Regions from separate parts of the Gossypium hirsutum genome. Here regions 1 and 3 are each linked to region 2. Evidence: chromatin contacts called from public Hi-C data. All regions are on one chromosome and are shown on one strand. Each heading gives the region's core, a stretch centred on a gene start, on an enhancer-like site or on the middle of the called end of the contact. The rest is flanking DNA. Distances are from core to core; before and after follow the strand shown. Region 1 holds the start of LOC107920272 (nuclear transcription factor Y subunit B-9). Region 2 holds the start of LOC107913337 (protein NOI4). Region 3 holds the start of LOC107913335.

Region 1 (3,093 bases), core at 33-2,532, 330 kb before region 2:
TATCAACAAAGTTAAAAAATATTAATTTTTCTATCTATTTTTAGGTAATTTGACAAATAATACAAATTTAAAAGTTAAAAAATGTAAAAGAATAAATGAAGAACTAAAATATTTTTTTATATATAAAATTGGAAAGCGAAATAAATTACGCTAATTTTTAATTTTATCAATTGAGACCTATATGTGTGAATTTCATTGTTGAACTAGTAATTTTATAAATTAGGGATGAGCAATTTGACGTTAAATCAATTCCATCGTTAACCTTCTTATTTTTTTCATGGTAGATGATATTGATATTAAAAATTTATAATGTTTGAATGAGTTCATGTTATAAATCAACTCGATATTAATTTAATTAAAGAAATTATTAAAATAATCTTATATGTTTCAAATAAATTATATATTACAAATGTACTTTTGTCTTTTTCTTAGTTTATCATTTTAACTAAAGTTTTATTTTGATATTTTTATACATTACAATGTTATTATACAAATTATTTCGCCCACATTGTTTGTATATATTGTATGCGTTGTTATTATTAATTTCAAATATTATAATTCATTATTTATTTATATTAAATTTAGATATATACATGTGTTCTAAATATATAAATTTTATGCGTTTTATTTTATTTTATTTTATAGTGTGATATGAGGCTTTATGTAGAATAAATTTATAAATAAACATGAAATATTTTGTAATGCATATTTTTAAAATTTAACAGTTAACGTAGACTAATATGATATACATTAATACCCAAACAAAATACAAATAATTTAAAAAGTAATGATTAGGAATACTTATATAACAAGTTTGATATACCAAAAATAAGCACTTTCCAAGGTAAGAAATCATTAAACAGAGGCAATTAAGAGTTGGTCTTTCAATGGAGAGAAATTTGTTTCTTTGCTATAATTATTCTAAATTTATCAATAAAGGCGGGTGCAAAGAAAGAAATTAAAATTTAAAAATAATAATATATAAATACCGAATATAAACCATAAAATAGATAAATAATAATACTATTTTAAATTTGATTTATCATATAAATATTATAAAAAAATATGTTTGGAAGGGTGGAGATAATAATTTAGTATTTAATAACTTCTTCTTTATGAGTGGCCACCTGGTAATTCCGGTTAGGGGAAGGGCAGGGGCCAATGAGAGAGGGTGGTGTGACCGGCAATGCTGACTTCCTCGTTAGAAACGCCTGTTCGACATGTGGAGTGCATTTGTTTCGCACTATAAATTCCCCCCTAACATAGAATGGTCTAAATGCCCGGCCCCATTCAAAGAACACCAACACTACTCCTTTCTTCTTCTCCATTTCTTTTTCTGTTATTTTTTCTTAGAGGCAAACTCATGGAACGTGGTGATGGGTTCAATCGTTTTTACAAGCATGCAAAATCAAGTTCAGGTACACCAACCCAAAGCCTTCAAATTTTTTTTATTAAGTAATAATCTACTGCATGCATGAATATATACTGTTTTTGTAAAGAAAAAGAAGAAGAAAATAGTTGGCTTTAGCAGTATTATTATGATGTTAATTTCTTTGCATGCAACGCTGCAAACATTGTATTTCCATCATTGTTTGTGAGGTTAGTTTTAAGTTGAAAGGTAAATATATATTGAAATCACCTTTTTGACTCTTGATATGTAACGCTTGCTATATCTCGACTCACTTTTCTTTTTAACTAAAAATCTAAAATGTGGGATAACCAAATAAATCATTTTCAATTTTAATTAGAATTTCAAGAATAGCTTGCATGCAACCTTTTCAACGCTCTCCTCAACAAATATTTATTCCCATTATATCATATCATTTCGTATTATTATATAAATTTTACTATGTTAATAACTTGTTTCTTTGCGTCTTATTTTAATTTCTTTCACATAGTTTGAATTCATACTAATTCTTGCAAGCTTGACAAGGTCTTTATTTTTCATTTTATTCTGTCTTTATTGTAATAAAAATGAAAATATTCTCTCTCTTTTTTTTTATAATTTTAAATAATTAATTGGGAAAGAGGAAATCTTAAAATCTGGAGAAAGGGGGAAAAGGCATTGACTTTGGGCTGAGACTCCCAACAAAGAATCTAAACAGTGATAGGTGGGGCCCGTATTTTAAGAAACTAATTTGGGCCCATCCCAAATGGTGGGGCCCAATTAATCGTCCGTGCCTGGATTGAGGCACTTAACCTCACTTTCTGTTTGGCACGTGTGACGTACACCCCACTAAGGTGGCAGTTTTTCTGATTTTCGTTCTTCTTTCGTTCCATTCCATTCATAATGAAAATTGAAGATATAATTTTTAAGTTGGAGTTTAATTAGATTCTATTTTGATTTAATTCTTCTATCCTGATTTATTATGGTTTTGGTTTAAATATATTTTAGTTTTTAGTCCACATAATTCAATTTTAGACTTTTACTTATAATTTTTGGGATTCTATTGTTTTAATTATCTTTGTAACTTGTTAAAAAAAAAGGATGTGGGTTAACATTTAACAAATATTTTTTTAAAAAAATTAAAATTTCTTTTCTAATTAATAAAAAATAATTATTTTTAAATAATTATTATTAAGTATTGAATTTATTATTATTTAGTGAACAATGCTTCACTCTTTCCAAACTTCAGACTTTTACTTTTTTTTTTTTTAATTTTGTCATTTATTGTTGCTTTGACTTTATGGCAATTTAATGAGGTAAAAACATGTATGTAAAAATATATTTATAAATAATTAATGTAAAATTTTAATTAAATTTTGATTGAAATATAAAATTGTTTAAGTTATTTTGGATTTAAATTATATTTTTATAGATTTTATATGAAAATATAAGACGATAAGAAGACACTATCATATTATTATTTTTTACTTTAAATAAAAACAATTAATTTTTTCAGTAATTAAATTGGTGTGTGATTAATTAAGTGATTTAATTATAAGATATATTAGGGGTGGAGGTTGTTTTCAAATTATTATTAGAATTAATATCTTTGTTGCGAGCTATTTTAAATTAATGTCGTTGATGTTTTGCGTGCTCTTAATTAATTAATACCCAGGGCTGAGCATCATGCATGGCGATTCTTCAAA
Region 2 (3,054 bases), core at 548-3,047:
CTAATGAGTTTCGAGTTCAACTTGCACCCTAGGCCTATCATGGCCACGTGCCAAAAACCCGCTTCCCGCAGGTAATTCTCTATCAATGGTGATGGAGGACCAGATATATTATGGATATAGCATTGCAACACCCGATCTACAGACTTTTATAAAAAATTATAAAATAAAAATGAATTAAAATTGCATAAATAAATAAAAATCTTAAATAATATTGAAAAATTAAATTTAACACTTACCATTTTCATTTGTTTGACGGAGTTGTGTTTATTATCAAGACGAATTAATTCTCCTGCCATTGCTAACAAGATCGAATATTTTTATATTTTAAAAAATTATTCAGAAAAAATTTAAATAGAGCTTTTTTACAAAAATTAAAAAGAGCTTTCAGAGAAATTTGAGAGAAATTTGAAAGAATATTGAAAGGATGAAACGGGGGTGTTATAGTTTTTCTTTTTACCGTTGGGGGTTCAAATGGTCAAAAAAAAGGACCGTTGGGGGAGGGGGTAAAACGGGCAAAACGCTCCCCCAAGGACGAGTTTTACTGACATGTCACCTGAAATCGCGCTGACGTGGACGGAATTCAGCCCTTTCTGGTAAATAATAAAAATATTGGCCCATTTCCATAAATATTAAAAAAAGACTTTATCTTGTAAATTACCCAAAAATATATATATACGTATTAACACAAAAATAATTTTTGTTTATATGGGATGGCTGAATCTATAATGCTGCCTTTTATTACCCCTTTTTTCCTCTCTCAAAAGGGAAAAAGAAAAACCCCTCAAAGAAAAAGAGGAAAGAATATCTTTGACAAAAATATATATATATATATATATTATAAAGAGAGAATCTTATTGTATCTTCTACTAAAATTAAAGAATATATAAAAAATCAAACTATTTTCATTGGCTATAATGAGCATCTTTTATATAATTTAATCAACAACTAGAATTGACATTTGCATCTAATTTCTCATAAATAAAACAACTCATACTTTTATTAGCTTCCAACTCAATTTCTACATTTCCAACTTCACGTTTTTTTAGTTTTATAATCAAATCCAATTTTTTTTTTTATTTTTATTTGGTACACTAATTTGTGCCAAAGTTTTTAACTTGAAAAAAATTGTTATTAAATTAATAATCCTCTACTACTAAATATCAAAACAAATACTTTCTTCAAATGAATTTTGTTTTTAAAAAATAAATTTATTAATTTATTCAATGAATAGAACCATATAATTAAAATAAAAAAAATAATAAATAAGAATAAAAAATTTATTTGATTTAAAAATTAGAAACTTTGATAAATTTAAACGGATTTTTTATTATGTTAATATTCATTGCAATAAATAAAATAGAATTTGAACCAACCCTAAAAATAAAACAAGTCCCATCTATTTATTCATGTATCTCTTAAATGATTTTGAAATAAAATTTCAACACGCATGAATAAAATAATTTCATGAAAAATAATCAATCAAAAAAAATTATTTTTAGATAATTTAAAATTTGAAAGGTTTTGAATCATTATACTATATTTTAAAAATATCAAAATTAGTAATTACTTTTTTTAAAGAAAAACAAATTAATTAAATTAATCCTCAAAACTCTAAATTGGTGAACAGCGCCAGCAAATCATTTGTCAACATCTGTCACCGCGCCGTTTGCCAGCTCATCTTACCGTTCCCCGTTATTTGTGCACCTTCCACGTCATCATTCACGGTTCCACTGACGGCTCAATTTAACCCTTCCGTTAACCGTCAAAGCTAACGTGGTTTACCCCAATTCCGTTATATATTATTTTTTTCCTGTCCTTCCTCGTTTCTAATTCACATTTTCTCGTCTAAAAAATTTCATTTTTTTTCCTTTCTCTTTATAAGCTATCATTCTCTCTCTCTCTCTCTCTCTCTCTCATTACGAGAAGGGGTTTCTCTTTCAAGAATTCATGTCGGTATGTAATCACTTTTTGTTTTTGTTTTTAAAAAATCCGTTTAAATTTGTTGAAAAAAAGGTTTAGTTTTGTTGTTTGGTTTGATTTTCTTGTTTGTGATGGTTTTGAGCTTTTGAGATTGTTTTGATTCATTTGTTTTTGGGTTTTTGATTCTTGTTTTTATTGTATTTTCCCTTTAAAAAAGAATCAAGCTTGATGTTGTTGCTAATCATAGCGTTTTTTTAAAAGGCACGTTTTTAGTGTATTATTAAAAATTTACCCTGTTTTATATGCTTTTTTGTTTCTGTTTTTCTTTGACGAGTTTTGCTGGAAACTGGTTTTGAGCTTTTCCTTTTATTTAAACTGATGAATTGTATACCATTTGAGCGAGTTCCTTCTGTAATAGCATGATTTATGGTGGGAAATTTGTTTTCTTTTTAAATGTAATTTTATTCCATTAGAACTTTGGAGGATGGAAGTTAGATTCATATTGAATGAAAATGGAATGCATTAGGAAATGGCTGAGTTAGAATATTGATTAGCTTTTTTTGGGAATGTTTTGATGCTCTAATAGCTTCATCATTGATGTCATAAGCCTATAAGTTTGTTCATGTTCTGAAGTGAATGAAATTTTCTATCCACCACATAATTAGAGAGTTCTTTCTGAGATCTATGGCAATGATTCTCCCCAAAGTTGTGACCTAATTTATGCTGGGATTTCCATGAATTGATATAATTTTGATTGTTAGCATATGTCACTTCGAGTTCGACTTTTTGGCCGATTCCTTTTTTATCTTGTTTTTAAGATAAGCGAAGCTTTTCACTGCATTTCATGTTATATGCTTTTATATGGTAACTTTTTCATTTCCTTAAATGATTATTGTGATTTGTACAATTATTGCTTACTGTAAAGATTCTGCTTTACCTGTGTAATTGGTTGTATTGTTGCTATCTCGGTTTGTCTTTTTATTTTCACTGTTGTACCCACCAAGCATCTCCCTGTGAATAATAATAGTCACCAGTCAGTCATTGTATAGTTGTATAAAACAGTTTGTTTCATGAACCATTTATGATTGTTTTTGTTAGGCATATCCTACTTTTAAGAAATATTGAATGCTTGTA
Region 3 (3,131 bases), core at 483-2,982, 280 kb before region 2:
CTCAAATTCTACAACATTTCAAGCTTCTTGATAAAAAGAATATGTCTTCTTTTTCACTTCAAAAACTCTTCAAATTCGCATTGTTTTCTGTGGTTTTCATCTCCATGGCCACCCTCGCAATTGCTTCTTTTCAGTTCAGAGTTGGTGGGGAGGGAGGATGGACTAAACCAACTGGAAATGAATCTGAAACTTACAACGAATGGGCGTCCAGGAACCGGTTTCACGTTGGAGATTCTCTTTGTAAGTTTACATACATACATATATAGATATATAATTTTGCTTATGTTTGCTTGTGTGTTATTAGATTTCAAGTACAGCAATGACTCAGTGTTGGTGGTGAACCATACAAGCTACACTAACTGCAGTGTTTCGAACCCAATCCTTAAGTTCAAAGATGGGGATACTGTTTTCGAGTTCGATAGGTACGGGTTTTTCTACTTCATCAGCGGGGAGCGAGGTCACTGTAAAGCTGGTCAGAAACTGATCATTCGAGTAATGGTGCACCCTGCGATGAGCTCTCCTCCGCCGGCGCAGTCGCCCATGGAAGATGGCGGATCCAACGACGATGGGGATGGTTGGGATTCGATTTGGGGACCTCCACCGCACAATTCCACCATCAAGCAGGCGGTTGCATCTTATTTCATGACGGCTCTTGGGGGAATGCTGGTTATCATGTATTTGCTCATGTAGTTATTAATATTATAGGAACTGTTTCTATATATATATATATTGTTGGTTTCATTTGATATTCTTAAAAAAACAAACTATTTGTGCTTTTCTGATGTTTTTAGACTGTTTATGTCGTATTTGCAAATAGTTTACTTCTTTTGCTTTCATTAGTACCCATTCTGGTAAGTTTATATACGTTGAGCAAGCTTTGCGTAGAATATAAATTTTATTTCGAAAAGAAATTCTCTATGCAATAATGTACAGAGAGGAGTGGTTAAAAATTGCCATGAAATTCCAGTTACACTGAGCTTTGAGTTATAATGTGAATAGGGAATTGGGATTAAAAAGACGTGAAATTATTAAATATCCGTGATGCATGTAGATTAGGGTGTAATTCAAGTCCTAAAATGTTTTGATTTTAAGGAATTCAAGTCATAAAATTTGGATTCAACTTCAGATATCTACTTAATTGGCTGCTAACAACCAAAAAAAAAAAGAAAAAAAAGAAAAGAAAACTAAAATTATTAGACTTAATGGTAAACATATTAAACGAATATATAAATTTGAATCTTGGAAATAAATTATGAATTTTGAAAGTATTAATACATTGAACATAGAAAATCTTAATTTCACACTAAAAAATATATTTGGACTCGATTTTAATAACAAGTAAACTTGATTTTCATATTTAAATTTAAATTTGACTCCTTTAAAAATAACCTCCTTTAAATTTGAATATCTTGTTTTAGCTTGAGATGAACTCTAATACAAAACTTTCGATACTAATTAAAAAATTATTAATTAATCTTGCGAGCTACTTATTTTTTAAAGTATTATAATATTGGAATTCAATTAGCTGGAGATTCATTTGACAATGATAAAACCCAGACCAAAGTTTTTGGAGCCAACCCCAGTAGCCTCAATCAACAACTTGTCCAAAGCTCCATAGTACGGAGCAGGCTAGGCTGGAAGCTTCCTGGTTTCAGCCCCACTGGGCTAATTAACTCCCTCTACTGGCCTCTAATATTAACCCATTTAAAATCTTGAGTAAACCATAAAACTGTCACTTAAAATGTGTTCAATCTTTCCAAAAATTCCATAAAAAAAGGAAAAAGGAAGAAGAAAAGGTGTTTTTAATCTAAGATACAGTAACTCAACACAAAGCAACTTGCCCTTATTTGTTTTGTTGTTGATGAAGTCCTAGGTTGTCTGTCACTGCCCAGCTTCGACCCTGGAATGGCATCTGACGATGAGGTAGCAGTTTTCACGCACACCAACTTAGGCACTCACTTGGCCATCGCTGTCTCTCCCAATACCACTGTCGGAGATTTTCACAGTAAGCTTACAGAACAAAAAAACCTGAAAACCCCATCATCTTTCTTGATTCCCATTGAATATTAGTGTCTTTTTTTTTCTTGGTTTTCTTTACAGTTTCCCAGTTGCAAAGTTGCTGCTTTATGGAATACAGATATCAGTTGCCAAAAAAAAAAAAGGCATTTTTATTATTATATGAAGTGGGAATTTCTGATCATAGTCATTTAAAACAAAATTGATACCCGGAAAATCCTCCCTTTCATGACTCCATATGAAAATTTTCACTTTCCCATTTCCCCCTCCAAATAGTTTATCAGAATTGTGAGATAATTGCATTTTTTTTTTGCATTCGTGTTGTTTGATTGCTGCTTATGGATCATTGGTAGATTAGAAATTGTATAACTTAAAAACTTGATCAACACATTAACACTATTACTATCAATGCAATGATTTGTTATTATGATAGCTTCTTCAAAGTGTTAAAAATATGGTGAGACATTCTGATAATTTAACTTTAGATGAAATGCTTTGTTATTATAGCTCTATTAATATGTGCCAAAATCTTAACGTGTAGGGGAACTTGAGAGAACACACCATGCTTGTTTTCCTGAATTGGGAAAGATTGAAGTTCATGCATTAATGGTAAAGTTCATATTCAATCCTTTCTTTCTTAATTTTATGTCTATCGACGGGTTGTTTTCTCAAACACAAGTACTTGTCTAATGCACCGGAGTCAGACACCAGTACTTCAAGAATAATGAAGAATCAGAGCAGCATAGTTTTCCTCTGCTATTTTACTTATAACTTGTTTGTATGTTCTGCCTTTTGTCTCTAAGTAGGTAAGGCGAAAATCATGTTTTTATCATCTGCCTTCTTCTATGCCTATAAAGTATGCTTTCCAGCATCAAGTTGGAACATGGTTCCTCAATATTGAAGCAAGGACTTTAAAAGATTCAGGCAGTCCATGCTTATCAAACTTTGCAGCTATTGAAGTTGGAGATCATAAATGCGATGGCAACCGTCTAACCGGTTCTCTTGTTCGAGATACCAGAGAAGGGACCACAATATGTAGAGGTAAGAAAAAAGAGTAACATTTCAGTGTATCTGGATGATGAAAATGAGGCAAGTGGCAGAATCTCAAGTTTTAA

The links. Hi-C and Micro-C count contacts between places; a contact is called where the count stands out from the background.
Region 1: a Hi-C map of leaf shows a contact between it and region 2, with 2.9 times the contacts expected there. The contact joins the promoter of LOC107920272 here to the promoter of LOC107913337 in region 2. A contact is called at or near these places in 6 of 34 Hi-C or Micro-C datasets (hypocotyl, leaf and seedling).
Region 3: a Hi-C map of leaf shows a contact between it and region 2, with 3 times the contacts expected there. The contact joins the promoter of LOC107913335 here to the promoter of LOC107913337 in region 2. A contact is called at or near these places in 7 of 34 Hi-C or Micro-C datasets (leaf, petal and seedling).

The regions. Positions count from the first base shown.
Region 1 is chrA13:92,491,085-92,494,177 of Gossypium_hirsutum_v2.1, reverse strand. LOC107920272 (nuclear transcription factor Y subunit B-9) reads left to right here and starts at 1,282. Exons shown (of 2, transcript XM_016849888.2): 1 at 1,282-1,418; 2 at 3,063-3,093. The coding sequence starts at 1,364.
Region 2 is chrA13:92,163,909-92,166,962 of Gossypium_hirsutum_v2.1, reverse strand. LOC107913337 (protein NOI4) reads left to right here and starts at 1,797. Exons shown (of 3, transcript XM_016841891.2): 1 at 1,797-1,953. The coding sequence starts at 1,948.
Region 3 is chrA13:92,443,188-92,446,318 of Gossypium_hirsutum_v2.1, reverse strand. LOC107913335 reads left to right here and starts at 1,732. Exons shown (of 4, transcript XM_016841890.2): 1 at 1,732-2,005; 2 at 2,558-2,625; 3 at 2,823-3,057. The coding sequence starts at 1,906. LOC107911400 (mavicyanin) reads left to right here. Exons shown (of 2, transcript XM_016839233.2): 1 at 1-240; 2 at 305-775. The coding sequence starts at 42. The coding sequence ends at 690.